2 separate regions of the Rattus norvegicus genome follow, and region 1 is linked to region 2. A link is a contact called in public Hi-C data. All regions are on one chromosome and are shown on one strand. Each heading gives the region's core, a stretch centred on a gene start, on an enhancer-like site or on the middle of the called end of the contact. The rest is flanking DNA. Distances are from core to core; before and after follow the strand shown.

Evidence for each region. A called contact is a pair of places that touch in the nucleus more often than the background predicts.
Region 1: a contact with region 2 is called in a Hi-C map of prefrontal cortex, with 5 times the contacts expected there. The contact joins the promoter of Fjx1 here to the promoter of Ldlrad3 in region 2. A contact is called at or near these places in 4 of 12 Hi-C or Micro-C datasets (Schwann cells, frontal cortex, mammary epithelial cells and 1 more) and 1 of 1 datasets of contacts at active chromatin or transcription factors (oligodendrocytes).

The regions. Positions count from the first base shown.
Region 1 is chr3:109,229,807-109,234,097 of GRCr8, reverse strand. Fjx1 (four-jointed box kinase 1) reads left to right here and starts at 2,774. Exons shown (of 1, transcript NM_001108955.1): 1 at 2,774-4,291. The coding sequence starts at 2,911. The coding sequence ends at 4,260.
Region 2 is chr3:108,933,329-108,937,952 of GRCr8, reverse strand. Ldlrad3 (low density lipoprotein receptor class A domain containing 3) reads left to right here and starts at 1,623. Exons shown (of 6, transcript NM_001401870.1): 1 at 1,623-1,801. The coding sequence starts at 1,756.

The DNA.
Region 1 (4,291 bases), core at 1,525-4,024, 290 kb before region 2:
TATTGGAAGTCTAAGCTTAAGGAGTATTAAGAAACTCTTAAAAGAGACAATAGCTTCTTATTTGGGGAGAGATGAGTGGCACCTCAACCCTAAGCAACTGCCAAAGGTCTAAAGAGATGGTGTTTCCCTGCCTGGGAGCCTCGGGGAAAGCAGGCGGACTTGCTGTCTTCATACTTCAAATGTAAAGAGCTAGGAGGGCAATCAGCTAACAGGACACGGGTAGGCTCTATAAACACTGTCTAAAATAATCAAATGTCACTATAAATCAAACAGCATACCACTCTGCAGGGCGTGTTTATGTGTGCTTCCTTTCTCCAGGTTACTCCTCTGCTTTTCTGCATTTTGGCTGTTAAACCTTTTATTCATACATCTCATCCAGGTAAAGAGTGTACTCAGGCCTGGGGCTAAGTCAGGTCCTGGGGCTCAAACGTAAAGTCCACTCATCGTCTGAGATATGGGATCTTAGCCTGGTTCTGCAAGCCTCCCTTTCATCAGTACCCTTAGCACGACTGTGAGAGTCTGGAATTTGGGGTGACTGGTTTTAAAGTCTGCTTTCCCAGACTAATAATCTTGCTTTCCTCACATTCATTGTGCAAAGGCCTCAACAATAATTTTCCCTTTTAAGAACTTGAGAAAAATGGTTTTATGTATCCTGTAGCAGCGAGATATTTAAACAAACAAGCTTGACAATGCTACTTGAAAAGTTTCATCTCAATTCCAGATTGTTGCTGAATACTCACTCAGTGCCAGGCTTTGGGCAAGAGAACTCCCCATGCAGTGTACCATGATGAATCACTGGGAGCTACACACTCATAGATTCTGCTAAGAGCCAAAAACACGGAGCCACCAAGCACTTCAAATTGCCCCATTGCCCTCAGGACATAACTTGGCCCAGGGTGGCATTCTGAGTTTAACTAAATCACCACTGTGAAATGTAGTTCTTTAATTAGAGGACATTCTGATTGTGCCCACAAGGTGGCGATCTTGCTTACATTTTGCCCACAATGAACCCAATACAGGAAAGAAAAAAAAAGTTAAACCAAAAGCAAAAATAAAAATCAATGAATTCGGTGCTTATTTCATGTAATATACTATATTAGCTGGTAAATGAAATAAAAATTGATAAGAGACAGCCCCTGCTCTCTAGGGAAAGACCAGGGGGAAGCTTGCACAAGGCGAGAAAAAAATACCTTTTTAATGAATTAATATATTGTACTGGATCCATATGGGAGGCACTGTAATCCTTTTATCAGATCTGAGCTATAAAAAGCCCATGGTTGGGAACACATTCAAGAAAGACCCCACACTTCACGCAGCACACAGAGCACCCGTGGGGAAGAAACCCATGAAGGTGTATGTGTTGGGTCAGGGCTGGGCCAGCTATGTTTTAGAGGGTTAATGTTTCTACTCTGTTAGAAACATTACATTGTCTACCCTATAACTCCAGGATAAATATACACAGTATGGCAGCTGAAACCTCTCATGTGTACTGAGTAGAGGGATATAAGGAGAGGAAAAGACCCACAATGTGAAAGAAGCCGATTTTAAGCTCTGGCTATAGGGCTGTGGGAGTAGCCTTTAGAGAACCTGGGAGTATGCACAGGTCCTGGGACAGTTCCCTGGCGTGCCAGATCTGGCTCTCGGGACAACTGAACCCTCACAGCCCTGAACTTATGACTAAGAATCTCTGATTTTGGATATGGGATACAAGAAAGGAAAGAAAAGAGCTAGTTTGTTTGCCAGTGACTTTTCTGGTAGATTAAACCAAGAAAGTCTGGAGGAAGATGCATCGGTTTTTATGTTGTGTTGGTTTGGTTTTTCTTCACTGTCCCCTTCCCACTTTTTCTCCTTTACACTAAACTAGTAAAAACGATTGTTGTTTATTTTCCCTTGTTTGGGTGAAAATTATAATTGGGGAAAAGGTGACTAAATGACAACTAAAAAACAAGTTGAGAATGTTGGCAATAAATGTTTATATCTGTCTTTATATCGCTATTCCTACATATTGAACATTCTTTAAAAAGGGAAAACCAAGTGGCATGAGACCAGGAGACCTGACTTGAATATCCAACTTGCACAGCATCCCTAAGAAAAGTCACAAAAGTCAACCACATGGCTCTCAAGACTGCAATGATCCATACTGGAGAGCTTGCTCTGGAGAGGGGTTGTGGGTTCAAAGTCATTGATGGTTCCTCTCCCCTCTGGAGTCACATCCTCTAGGGCTCCGGACATTCCCGAGAATTTACATAAGCCAGCGTGAATCACAGCAAGTGAAGTTGCAAAAGGACCCACCCTGACCCTTTCCTGTACTGCGGTGGAAGTCTGCCTGAAGTTTTCGGATCAGACACAGTCCAAACGAGGGTACTAGGGGATCATCCCACTCCCACAAGAGCACCGGACACGCCGCTACCGCCAAGCCCTATATTTGGTCTCTGCCCCTCCTCGGCCCCCTCCCGCTCCGACGCCCCCGCATGGACGCCGCCAGTCCGGCTTCCTCCCTGTCCCGAAGTCCGGGACAGAGAGTGGGGCCACCTTTCGCTCCTGGAAGGATCGGTTGCCGCTTTAAGGGGAAGAGGAAGGGAAGGGGCGGGGGAGTGGGGGCGGGGAGAGGAGGCAGAGGAGGGGGAGGGGGATCCCCCTTGCTCCCACGTGGTCCGGGCGCCTGTGAATCGCGCCCGCCGGAGGGTCTCACAGCGAAATACAAAAGCAGCTGGGAAGCCACGGCGAGGCGAGTTCCCAGCGCCGGGGCAGAGCGCTGGTCAGAGCCCCGCAGCGCTCCGCGGCCGCGATGGGGCTCCGGCACCCGAAGCCCGGGAGCCAGCCAGCAGCCGGGCCCGCCTCGCCGCCCGCACCCGGGCGCCCGGGCTTGGCTTGAAGCGGCGGCGGTGGCACCGGCGCGCCGGCAGGAGCATGGGGCGGAAGATGCGGGGCGCCGCCGCCGCGGGGCTCTGGCTGCTGGCTTTGGGCTCGCTGCTAACGCTGTGGGGAGGGCTCCTGCCACCACGGACCGAGCTGCCAGCCTCCCGGCCGCCGGAAGATCGACTCCCTCGGCATCCGATCCAGAGTGGCGGCCCCGCGCCCGAGCCGCGATTCCCTCTGCCCCCGCCCCTAGTGTGGGACGCCCGCGGCGGCTCCCTGAAAACTTTCCGGGCGCTGCTCACCCTGGCGGCCGGCGCGGATAACCCGCCTGGGAGGCACCCGGACGATCGCGGGCGGCACGTGCCCTCCGGGCTGTCCTGGCCAGCGGAGCACACGGCAGTGCACGGGGGCGTGTTTTGGAGCCGCGGCCTGGAGGAGCAGGTGCCCCGGGGCTTTTCCGAAGCCCAAGCAGCAGCTTGGCTGGAGGTGGCACGGGGAGCTCGGGTGGTGGCTCTGGATCGCGGGGGCTGTGGACGCAGTTCCAACCGCCTAGCCCGCTTTGCCGACGGCACCCGTGCCTGTGTACGCTACGGCATCAACCCAGAGCAGATACAGGGCGAGGCCCTGTCCTACTACCTTGCGCGCCTGCTGGGCCTCCAGCGCCACGTGCCGCCGCTGGCACTGGCTCGGGTGGAGGCTCGGGGCGCGCAGTGGGTGCAGGTGCAGGAGGAGCTGCGCACGGCGCACTGGACCGAGGGCAGCGTGGTGAGCCTGACGCGCTGGCTGCCTAACCTCACCGACGTGGTGGTGCCCGAGCCCTGGCGATCAGAGGACGGCCGTCTGCGGCCCCTGCGCGACGCCGGGGGCGAGCTGACCAACCTCAGCCAGGCGGAGCTGGTGGACCTGGTACAATGGACCGATCTGATCCTCTTCGATTACCTGACAGCCAACTTCGACCGGCTTGTAAGCAACCTCTTCAGCTTACAGTGGGACCCACGCGTTATGCACCGCGCTACAAGCAACCTGCACCGAGGACCAGGAGGGGCGTTGGTCTTTCTGGACAATGAGGCGGGCCTGGTGCACGGGTACCGGGTAGCCGGCATGTGGGACAAGTATAACGAACCGCTGCTACAGTCGGTGTGTGTATTCCGAGAGCGGACTGCTAGGCGCGTCTTGGAGCTGCACCGGGGTCAGGACGCGGCAGCCCGGCTCCTGCGCCTCTACAGTCGCCACGAACCGCGTTTCCCAGAGCTGGCGGAGCTCGCAGACCCCCACGCTCAGCTGCTACAGCGCCGCCTTGACTTCCTCGCCAAACACATTTTGCACTGTAAGGCCAAGTACGGCCGCCGACCCGGGGACTTAATAACACTCCGAGGAAGAGAGGGACTGGGTTATGAATGATGCGGGTTAGGGCTGTCTTCTCTGCCACGGG
Region 2 (4,624 bases), core at 374-2,873:
TTCCCAGCAACCACATGTGTCTCCCAATCATCTGTAAAACAGAATCAGGTGCCCTCTTCTGGTGTGTCTGAAGACAGCTACATATAAATGAAATAAAAACATATATATTTTTTTAAAAAAGCGAAGGGTAAAATTTCTATCATTTTGGATAGTGCAAAATACTTGTTAGCAGATGTAAGCCAATTTCTCTCCTGAAATCCTATGACTATATTAAATGTGAATTACAAGAAGTAATTTCCCAGCAGTGTTAGCCTGGCAATTTAAACACACATACAAACACACACTCTCACACACACCACACTCATGATTACACATTCTTGCACACATGCAACAAACACATACACGTGCGCTCGAGCACACACACACACACACACACACACACACACACACACACACACAGACACAAGCACACACACAGTAGCTAAAGAACGACTTTAATTTCCAGCAAGGAAAACTTCCATGCTCAGCAGTTTTGGGACTTGGAGTTGCAACCCAGAAATCTTTTCCTGGGAATAGAATTATATTAAACACCGAAACCATCTTTTGTCTTTTTTTGTTGCTTGTTGGGTATTTCTGTGATCATAGCTCAAATTCAGTGGCCTCATCATCTTTGAAGAGGCAGGTAAGTTCTATGTTTTATGACTTGGGCTTGTTTAGGATAAGTAACTTGTATGACTGTTGTCTGTCTCAGAGGTTGTTGTAGAGGTTAAATGTGATCATGAGAGTGCTATGTCTGAAGCGGACACTGCCTAGTGACATCCTCTTGCTGCTTTCTGGAGGATGTTAAGTGAGATTTGGCTGTTCTGGTGTTTTCTGTAAGGACATGGATTACTTATCGACTTGTAATGACCGGCTTTTGGGTGAAAGCAAGAACCCAACGAGCACACATAGTCTTCTGGTTAGTAACCTAGACACAGCTTAGCTTAAGGTCTCTAGTGAGGCAGTCATGGCTTCCACTGGGGCTTCCAAAGGGCTCATTTGAAGGACTAACCGGGGAAGGGCAATTGCTCTTAATTGCTGAGTCATCACTTCAGCTCCATGATAATATGCTTTCCTTAAAAAAATAAATGTGTGTAATGCCCAAACAATGGAACATGCATAAAGTTTTAGGGGCCTTAAAACTCTCTGAAGCTCATGATCTCCTCAGTGTTCTTAGATTTCAGGACGAAATTTCTTCTCTGCCCTTCCTGTAGCTCCAGGAACCACTAGTCTGAGAATCACTCCCCAATTCGTTAGAAATGCAGACCTGTTGAGTTGGAGTGAGCTTTTTAACAGGGTCACCAAGCCTGTCAGATGGATTTTGGAATTTGAGAAGCAGTGGTCGTATTTCACTGTCAACATTTTTTTTTTAAAGTTTTCTCCTAAGAATCGGCTCTTCGAAATTCTTTCTCTCCTTGAATGCAAGTCTTAAGATTCCTGCTGGACTCTGGGGAGATGGTGACTCTTGCATCCCCTCAGGATGTAGGAAGAAAGGGAAACCGGCTGAGAATAGAGCCAGGCAGCTAAGAGTTCCCCGAAATCTAACTCCTGAGGTAGCAAGAACTGGATTCGTCGGACCTTTGTAACCCGGACCCGGGAGCAGAGCTCGGGCGGTCACATTCGGCTGGAAGCGTGCAGAACTTGGCTGAGCTCTTTGGCCTGGGAGGGCGGGGGCGTGGCTGGGCCGGCGAGAGGGCGTGGCCGGCGCCGAGAGGCGGGGTCTGACCGAGGCCGCGGGGCAGCAACGTCGCTGGGCAGCGGAGCAGCAGCCGCGCCATGTGGCTGCTGGGGCCGCTGTGCCTGCTGCTGAGCAGCACCGCGGGTGAGTGGGGGGCGCGTGACGCGCTTCACCGAGCGCCGGGCGCGGGGGCTGCCTCGATCGTCCCTGCTCCGCGCGCGGGCCTGGGCTGCGGGCGTGGGTGTGCGCGAAGGGCGGACCCCGGCGCCTGGCTGGCCCGGACCCCGCGAGGGGCCGCGGCGGGGCGCGCGCCGCGCTATTGTGTGGGCCGACGCACTGGGTGCTGTTGTCGTGTGTGCGCGGGCGGAGCTTTGTGCGGCGCCGGCTCCCCAGAGTCGGGCGGCCGCCCGGATTGGGCGTAGCTCGAGTGTGGCTCTGTGTGCTGGGAACCCAGGAGGGGAAGGAGAGGACTCTACTGTTGATTTCGGGTCTTCCCCGACTCCTTCAGCCTTTAACATGCACTTTCCTGCCTCAATTTCCCATCTGTGTTGTCCCGGCATCTGCATCCCAGTTTCCTTTCTTTTCTTCCTGGGATCTTGCCTCGGAATAGTGAGATGCAGTAAGGACTGGACATGGAAATCATTCAGTTATCCTGGGAGCAGATCTTTTACTTCTGTCGTCTGTCGAAGATGCCTTAACCTTCGGGGAGCCGGGAAAAGAGGACCGGGGTTTCCTCTAACGGCCGTTGGTCCCTGCATCTCAGTGCGCGTGCAGCCTGAGACCCGCGGGGTCCCTCCCAGACAGAGTGCTGTTCCCAGGAACTTTTCTGCTGATGTGGGCACGCTCCAAATTCCAGCTTGGAGCCCTTCCCCTCTGCCTCTGCCCGTCGGCCACAGCTGTCAGCAGCCCCTCCTCAGCTCTGTCCGCCCTTGGCTCTTGATGCTTATTTCTGGGCAGCTGATGATCACTGAACTTTCTTTACTGAAGATTTCTTGCTCTGTACCTGTATCATTCACACCCCTAATTTATGTCGGATTTCCCCCAAATACTTCCAGAAAACTTGGCTGCTGCGTTGTGTTTGTTGTGGGGAAGTCAAAACCTTTCTGAGATACCCAGTGCAGGCAATCCTCCCTTAACCCTCCCTTCCTAGAAATTGCCCGTTCTGAGCATCCTCTCAGAAGGCTAGCCAGCCGGCCCTCCCCTCACCCCCACCATCCCCACTCCTCTGAGATCCCATTTAAATGTCTTGCTCTGTTTCCAGTAAGGGGCTAGGCTCACTCCTGTGGCTGCTGTAGCTTTCTCTCTTTCTTTTTTTAAAACCAAGTCTGAGGTCTTGTGTTCTGTTTGTCTGGAGTTACAGGGTGGGTTGGGGGTGGGGTGGAGAAGGAGGGAGGGGAAAGTGAATTAGGCAACTATAAGCAGGTGCGAGTTATTTGGAGGCTGTTAGAGCAGGCTCAGTTCCAGGGCATCTCAGACATGAAGATCTGCCTGGATCCACACACTTAATTCACATAGCAATGGTCTGTACCCTGGTGACACCCCAGCTGGCGCTTCTGTGTGTTCTCTGCTTATGACCAGTGGACACTAATGATCACATCTCCTTGTTGTAGTGGTTCCTATGAGTTGAGTTTTGAGTTCACAAAAAAAATTAGATGTATTCCTTCCTGTCAGCAATGGTTATCTTATATGCCTGTGAGTGTATACCATAGAGGGCAGAGAAGCGTAACAGTCACAGTGAGGCACAGTTGGCCTCGGGGACCACCAGGGTTCCTTGTAAGCTATAGTTGGGGTAGGGGAGGGCCTGCCCATGTTCCTTGGCGGAAGCTAACTGTGGCTTTGGATTACTAAACTTGCTCTAGGACCTTTAGGTGGCTTGAAACCTTTTCTTGTTCCACTAAGTATCATTTTTAAAGTGTGAACTATGTCTTCAACCAAGAGTTGTAGAGAGCAGAGCTGGGCTGTTAGACCAGGTCTCACTTCCTATTCCTCAGTCCTTTCCTGAAAAGTTGGTAATCCCAGAGAAGCCAGGACTTTGGAAGGCTTCCTGTAGAGGAAACCTGGGGTCTGAGTCGAGTATTAAGTCCAAGTCTTGGGACTTTAAGAGACTAGAAGGCCATTCGGGTTCCAAGAACAATTCAAAGGCCTTTGTTGCTCAGGAACTTTCTGAGCACCTCCACGGATGTTTTCTCTCCTTTTATCTTACTGTTTGTCTTAAGGAGGTGAAACATTGTGGCTGTTACTATTTCCTAATGTAACCTACTAGAGGTTCAGGTCACGGCAGCCTTACTTCACTGCCTCTGATGTCCCATTTTCTGGCACCTAGATGTTGTGTCTGGTGGGTTTAAGTGTGTTGTGAGTCTAGATATCTCTAAAGGGAGTGTGAAGAGGAGTGGTTAGTTGGTTGGTCAGTCCTCTCCTTCCCTGGCTAGCTTTTGATAAGACCCCTGACCTTCTCCTCCGGGAAGAGGCTTGATTTCCCTCCTCCAACTCAGCAGCAGGGTGCCTATTAACCTTTTCTCCTTGTGGGATCTGCTTCACAGCCTGAGGGGTGGGTTTTGTTTATTTTTTAACTAGCTGAGTAGCTGCACATAGCCTAGCCTAGCTCCACCCAATAGGGTAGATGAGACTGCTCAGAAGTACAAATAAACACACCTCGTTCCTTTTCATCTTCAAAGCGTGGTCTTTGGGGCTCCCTCCTGGGGTGTGAGGTGGTTTTTGTTTTATTTCTGTTTTGTTTTTGTTTTTTCTGATAGCCCACTAGATCATGCATTTAATGTCTGTTGGGGAGGAAGGGGATGGGGATTTGAATAGTAGATGGCAAGTTGGTCAATTCCTGGTCTGAAACCCTGTCCCTTGTGGCTTGTGTTGCCACACTGTTTGGCTGTTGTTATTTATGTTTTGGTTTATTGATGAAGAGTTTATGTAATCCAGGTTGGCTTCTTAACTATCAGCCTTGAACTAGATATG